Linked DNA regions of Hordeum vulgare: region 1 is linked to region 2. A link is a contact called in public Hi-C data. All regions are on one chromosome and are shown on one strand. The core of a region is the stretch at or near the end of the contact, and the rest is flanking DNA. Distances in the headings are between cores, read along the strand shown. Region 1 has its middle 33 kb from the start of LOC123425801. Region 2 holds the start of LOC123425798 (probable histone H2A.2).

Evidence for each region. Hi-C and Micro-C count contacts between places; a contact is called where the count stands out from the background.
Region 1: a contact with region 2 is called in a Hi-C map of leaf, with 5 times the contacts expected there. The contact joins the enhancer-like site here to the promoter of LOC123425798 in region 2. A contact is called at or near these places in 2 of 6 Hi-C or Micro-C datasets (leaf and seedling) and 1 of 1 datasets of contacts at active chromatin or transcription factors (embryo).

Annotation. Positions count from the first base shown.
Region 1 is chr2H:193,461,655-193,465,426 of MorexV3_pseudomolecules_assembly, forward strand. No RefSeq gene overlaps it. Among protein-coding and RNA genes, the nearest start is that of LOC123425801, 33 kb to the right of the region's middle. Within about 2 kb of position 2,172, at least 3 of the 3 cell types and tissues checked have open chromatin away from gene starts, as enhancers often do. A contact at or near this core is called in leaf and seedling, where this site is marked.
Region 2 is chr2H:192,865,843-192,869,467 of MorexV3_pseudomolecules_assembly, forward strand. It overlaps LOC123425798 (probable histone H2A.2), which reads right to left and starts at 1,798. Exons shown (of 2, transcript XM_045109537.1): 1 at 1,509-1,798; 2 at 775-1,256. The coding sequence starts at 1,697. The coding sequence ends at 1,038. It overlaps LOC123425797 (formin-like protein 11), which reads left to right. Exons shown (of 7, transcript XM_045109535.1): 7 at 1-446.

The DNA of each region.
Region 1 (3,772 bases), core at 922-3,421, 600 kb after region 2:
ATATATTGAACAATTCCTAAAATACACATTGAACATTTGGTGATATACGTTGAACATTTAAATGTGTTGAGAAATTCTACTATTGAACTTTTAGTTATATAACCTAAGCATTTTCAAATATGCATTGAACTTTCTATGATATATGTTGGACAATTTTAAAATATGCACTGACCTTTTTGTGGTATACTTTGATTTTTTTTAAATATAATGTGTACATTTTCTAAAAATACGATGAACATTTTTGTAATATGCGGTGAACTTTTAAATAACACACCAAAAAGAAAATAAAAAATAAAAGAAAGAAACAGAAAATGAAAAAAAAAAGGAAAAAAGAAACTAAAAATAAAAAGAACAAAAACAGAGAAAACCACACTAAACAATGAAAAATCAAAAGGAAAAATCCAAAAAAAAACAATTAAAAAACCCACAGGAAACAAAAAAGGAAGGAGAATCGAAACGAAAGACGATGGGATTTTTGTATGTGGGCTGGCCCAAGAGGAGGTCGCCTCAGCGGAGGCATGACCTTTTGACGCTAACGAGCGTCATAGGAGGGGAACTCCTAGTCAACGCTTTTGGCGCCAACTAGCGAGGTTGGCGCTCACGCGTGTACTAATTGGACCATCAATCGTTAAATGGGTATGTACTCGTTCGCTAAGGTCTCTTCGTTCATTTGCTTCGGCGTCGTTTGTGGTTTTCTGGCGAAGTTAACCAGGTTCCCCAGCTGGTGCATGAGTTGACTTTGCTGCAAAAATTCAACAAAAAAAATCACAAAAATCCGAAAATTTCACCACATTCAACAAAAGTTGATAAATTTCAAAAAACATCACCAATTTTCTAAAAAAGTTCAAAATTTAAAAAAAAATCCTGAATTTCAGAAAAGTTAATTAATTCTAAAAAGTTCATCGATTTAAAAGAAGTTCATACCAAATTTGAATAAAAATTCGTTGATTCAAAAAAAAAGTTCATTTATTTCAAAAAAAATCACCAATTTAAAAAAAGTACACCCAAAACATGAACAAAATTTCATTATTTTCTTAAAAATACATTAAATTCAAAAAAAGTACATAGATTGAAAAAAAGATCATTCGAATTTCAAAAAACATTGATTTGAAAAAAGTTCATCAAATTCGAAAAAACTTCATCTATTTCTTAAAAAAGTTCACGAATTGAAAAAATTCCTGAATTTAAAAAAAGTTTATTTATTTTGGAAAAAATCATCGATTTAAAATAAGTTCATCCCAAATTTCATTAAAAATTCATTGATTTGAAAAAATTCAATAATTTCAGAAAAATTTCATCGATTTAATAAAAGTTCAACCAACACTTGAACAAAAATTTATAGATTTTAAAAAATATTTATCAAATGCGAAAAAGTTCACCGATTGAAAAAATGTTCATCTCAAATTTGAAAAAAAAATCATTGATTTCAAAAAAAGTTTATCACATTCGAAAAAAGGTCGTCGATTTGTGGAAAAAATTCATGATATTCAAAAAATGCTCATAGAATTCGAAAAAGGTCATCAAATTTGGAAAACAATCATTGATTCTGAAAAAGGTTCACAAATTTAAAAATATTTCATAGAATTTCGAAAAAAAATCATTAATTTCGAAATAAATTCATTAATTTCGAAAAAAGTTCATCTACTTTGAAGAAGAAAAGTTCATCAAATTTGGAACAAATTCATTAATTTCGAAAAATCTCATCAGTTTTTTTAGAAAAGTTCATCACACTTTGAAAAAAGGTTATCGATATTCAAAAAAGTTCATAGGATTTTAATAAGAAAATTATATAGTTCTAAAAAGGGTTCACTAATTTGGAAAAATATATGTTCGTTTGAAAAAAAGTAAAATAAAAAATGGGTGCGCTTTTTAAAGAAAATTTGAAAAAATAGATAAAAACTAATATGAAAATAAAAAAGAAAAGAAATAGTAAAGAAAAGAAGAAAAGAAAAATATATAAAACAAAGAAAAACCAGTCATAAAAACACAAAAATGAAAAAATCCATCAAAAAGCTTCCGGAACCTTCACAATACCGAAACCTCCCTCGTCACTGATGGGCCGGCCCATGACCAAACGCTGCAGGCGCCGATTAAGAAAAATGCACTTTAACCGACACCTGCGGCATCAAATAGGAACTCCCATGCAGGATAGCTGGACACGCAGAAACAGCAGCACGGGGACCTCTAATCAGTAAACCCTATTTCCCGCTCTTTTGTCAACAGCAGCACGGGGACCTCTAATCAAACGGAAAGGGGTGACATCAACAGGGCCGGCCTATCTCCGTCTGCGGGCAGTTTTGTTTTTTTGCTTTTTTTGTCCTTTTTCTGTTTCGTTTCTTTCATTTTTTCTTTTTTCGTTTTTCTCTTTCTGTTTCATTTTTTTCTTTTGTCTATGTTTATTTTATAAAACTAAGTTCATATTCTATTTTTTTTAAAATTCATAAAATATTGTTGCTTTTATAAAAATGTTCTAAATTTCAAAGAAATGACGTTTATCAAACACATTCATAACTTCAAAAAATGTTCGGGATTTTACAAATATGTTTGACATTTTCAAAAAATATCCGCAATTTTGGAAATATGATCCTTTTTTCGAAAATATTAATGTTTCTTTCCATTTTTTTCATTGCTTTAATTCACAACAAGTTGTCTTTTTTCAAAATGTGTTTATTTTTCAAAAATGTTCGTCTTTCAAAAATTGTTCTTGTATTAAAAAAACTGCAGGTATTTTCAAAAATGTTTTCTTTCATAAATTGGTCAGAGTTTTCAAAAAATGTTCTTGCTTTCAAGTTTTTATAAAAAATGATGCTGTTCTACGAAAAATGTTTCTCTTTCATAATTTTTGTTCACAAATTGATAACATTTTCAAGTTTATTCACGAATTCTAAAAATGTTCGACAAATTTAAAAAATGTTTTTCATTTTCTAAATATGTTTTCCTTTTCAAAAACTGTACGTAAGTTCAAAAATGTTTGTGTTTCAAAAAGTGTACATAAGTTTTATAATTGTTCCCACTTCAAAATTTCATTACTAATTTACAAAAATGTTCCTTTTTCCACAAATTGGTTAAAATTTTCAAAAAATATTCTTGTTTCCACTTTTTTCATAAACAATATTAGTGCTATATGAAAAAGTCTTTTTTTCAAATTTATTCAGAAACTAAAAAACTGGTTCCAGTTTTGTTCACTAATTCTGAAAATGTTCATGATTTGAAAATGTTTGGGAATTATAACAATTGTTCTTCTTTTTCTAAAAAATGTTTCCCTTTTCAAAAACTATATTTCAATTCAAAAAATGCCCGTGTTTCAAAAAGTGTAAATAAGTTGAAAAATGATCCTGCTTGAAAAATGATTTATTATTTTTCAAAAATGTTTTTTTTACATAAAAATTGGTTTAAGAAATGTTTTTGTTTTCACACATTTTTAAAAAAGTTCCTGTTTTAAGTAAAATGTTTCTCTTTTTTAAAATTTTGTTTGCCAATTGAAAAGTTTTTCAAATTTTGTTCTCAAATTTTGAAAATGTTCAGTAATTTAGAAAAATGTTCTTCATTTTCTGTAATATATTTACATTTTTCAAAAAATGTATGTAAGTTTAAAAAATGTTCATGTCTCAAAAAGTATACATAAGTTGAAAAAATGTTTCCGCTTTAGAAATTGTTTACAAATTTTAAAAAATGTTATTTTTTCATAAATTTGTCACAATTTTCAGAAAATGTCCGTGTTTCACATTTTTATAAAAAATGTTAATGTTATACGAAAAATGTCTCTTTTAAA
Region 2 (3,625 bases), core at 548-3,047:
CACTTGTTCAGCAACAGAATCAAATTGCTGAAGGAAGGCAGCCATCTTCCATAACGTCCTTGGCAGGTAATTGTTGCACTTTGGCTCTTATCAAACAAACAAAGGCGATATTCACGATCAAGACGGGGAAGTGAGACGGAAGCTGAAATTGGACGTCGAAGCGGGCGGTGAAGAAAACCGACCTCTTAGTTAGGGCATGGCATAACAGGGAGGAAGAAGCCGCAGGCTGGCTGACTGAGTGTGACACTACCTGCTGTTTTTTCCGCTGTAGGAGTACATTTCTACCATCACAGAAAGGAGAGGAAGAAGTACAGTAGTAGAAAGACAGATGCACCACACAGGCTCATAAACATTGGATTCTTTTGCTTGCACTTGACAAAACTTTTTGCAGAGAGCAAAGCTGTAAATTGTCATGCTTTTAACCGAAACATCCTGCGTTCGCGTCATGTGAGTATGCTCTGGCCTCGGGCGACTTGGTCTGCCTTTTGCAATGTGGCGTGAGACCTGGTACCAGATTCGTATTCGTACTGCTGTTGTGCTGTCTTAGCTTCCTTTTCTCGATCTGTACCTACCGTTTCTTCACCGTCCGGATAGTCAGGGCACCCAAAACAATGTGCAGCGGCTGCTATATGTGGACTGATAATTGTTTATCTCCCATACCATTTCAATCGTTTTCTATCCTTGGTCGAACATTTAAGATGAAAAAATAGGCAAGAATTGACAGTGGAAATTTGACAAGAACACGGTAGTAGAATTTGACAAGTGCAGAGAATGTAACAATTCATAGATGCGACTTCTATAGAACGTAGCAACGAATTACAGAGGATGTAACCATTGTCCACACCTAGTTTAGCACCGGTACAAGCACACAGATTCATTCAGAAACTAATACGTACTACTCCTAGTAAAACGCAACACCTAGGCAACACTTGACTGCAGACGCTACTACACAGATACAACATCCACAACCTTCTGACCGAACACGCTACTACACAGATACAGCCGAGCACCCACGACCACCGAGAAGGAGCCGTCATCTAGCTATCGTCATCGGCAGCCGCGGCCTTGGCGCTGCCTCCGGCCTTCTTGGGGAGCAGAAGGTTGTGGATGTTGGGCATGACACCGCCGCTGGCGATTGTGACCATACCGAGCAGGCGGGAGAGCTCCTCGTCGTTGCGGACGGCAAGCTGGATATGTCGCGGCACGATGCGGGTCTTCTTGTTGTCCCTCGCGGCGTTCCCGGCCAACTCCAGGACCTGCACAAACAAGGGAGTCGCAACGGTTACTCTAAAATTCGACAAAGCTTCAAGCGAAATTAGCGAGCAGAACCGCCTAGGCACAAAGAAAAGTGAGAGGCGACAGATACAAATAGTACTAGTATTCTCATCCGAAACCCTAGAAATTTTCCCCAATTTGGCGGACAAACCACCGATCGACGAGACACCAACCGCTCGAATTCACCACCCAAAGCAGCAAAATCAGGCATCGGGTAATAGAATTCCACGCACCTCAGCGGCGAGATACTCCAGCACGGCGGCGAGGTAGACGGGAGCGCCGGCGCCAACCCTCTCGGCGTACTTGCCGGCCTTGAGGAACCGCGCGATCCTGCCGACGGGAAACTGGAGCCCGGCCTTGGAGCTCCTGGAGATAGCCTTCTTGGCGGCGCCGGAGCCGATAGCCTTGCCCCTCCCAGCCATGTCTACAGTACTCCGAGGGTTTCCGCGGTTGAGGAATGGAAGCGAGAAGCTACGGGAGCAAGTGCGGAGGGGGTGTGGTGTGGGTATACGGCTGGTAGGCAGGAGCGGTGGGTGGGGGGTGGATTATATAGAGGAGGAGAGCCAATGCGAGGGGAGTGCGCGGATCGGTGACGTGGTGGAGAGGACATGCGGCGAGCGGCGGGATCCAGTCCGTCGGATGGGAAGAGCCGTGGAGCGGTTGGTTTTTGGTTTACCGCCTCGGCTTTTCGCCGTTTCGGGGTCGGTGCTAACTCCAACTCCACCGCGATCCCGTCTTGTCCGTGTACATGTCTTTGACGTAAAATGGATATAAACGACATGAACTCAACACGTAAGAGCATATTCATTTTTTGTTCGTTTCATGTTCGTTTAATCCATTTACGGATCAAATTTAAGAACGAACACGCACGTATGCTTTTTGGACACTTTTTGTTCGAGTTGTGTCCGTTGCATGTGAGAGCTCACCCGCCTGTCATTGAAACCCGATGGGCCCACTCACCCATCCTTCTCTTTCCTCTTTTTCACACAGCGCTCCACCCACGACCATGACGAGGTTGACGAGCAGGGACGGCGCGCCGACGAGCAGCAGCAATGGGAGTCGGGGCGGGTGAGCGCGGCTAGGCGATGTGGGCGGCGTACGAGCAGGCGCGGCGGCCAGGCGGGCGCGCAGGCACGGGTGGGATGCGACGGGGCGGGCGGAGCAGGGCACGGGCACGCAGCCGACAAGGGCGAGCGGGCGAGGGCAGGGCGCGGCGGCAAGGCGGGCGCGCAAGCGCGACCGGTGCGCGGCGGGGCAGGCGGAGCAGGGCGCGGGCACGCAGCCAGTGAGGGCGAGCGGGCAGGGTAGGGTGTGGTGGTCAGGCAGGCGCGCAGGTCGCGGGCATGTGGGCGGCGAAGGCGGGCGGGCGGGCGAGGGCAGGCCCCGACGAACGCGCACGGGCGCTGCACCAGCAGGGGCGGGTGCTTGCGACCACAGGCGTGGCATGGGCGAGTCGTTGTAGCTAGGGCGCGATCGGAGCAGAAAGGCGAGGCGGGCAAGGACGAGGGCCTGGCGAAGCTCGCAGCAGTGGACTTGGCGAGCTGCGGGAGCGCGGGCGCGACGACTCACTAGCGTCGGCGACGGGTGCAGATGGGCGCGGTTGTAGGCTTGGCGCGACAGGGCACGGCGGATTCGGGCGATGCGGCTACCAGGAGCACGGTGGGCGCGGGCGCGGACCTCACCGACGGCAGCGACCACCCGGAGCTCCAAGCGCACGACAGCAGCCACGTTGTGTTCTTTACACGTGTGTTCTTAATGTGTTCGATTGAACTAGTATCACCCTACCTACTCCCAATATCTACTCCATTCGTTCCTAAATATAAGTCTTTTAGGGATTTCACTACTGACTACATACGGAGAAAAATGAATGAATCTATACGCTAAAATATGTCTATATACATCCATATGTAATATGTAGTGAAATCTCTACAAATACTTATATTTAGGAACGAAGGAAGTAAGTACATACTATGATTCAGGGGGATAGGAAATTCGTACATGGTCATCCTTAGGGGAGAAGGTTCTAAATTTTCTTGGAGACATATCTATCATCAAATCAGATTTCTCATATGTTCTCCATATCTTGGTACTTCTGAAGCTCTTTGCATCTTTATAATAGAGTACTCTTGTGTTATCTAACATTTGTTTTCCCAAGTGTACTCCTAGTGCTAAGACACTCAAGAACCTCAAGGTAAGTATATGCATCATATCCTTGTTCATGATGATCTCTTGTCTCTTGCACGTATTGTTTACAAGAGCGAGTCTTGAACATGGAAATTCTTCATTCACGTATGTTTGACGCATATAGCCAAGATTAATATGACTTGTCTTGTCCTTCTACCATGCGTGT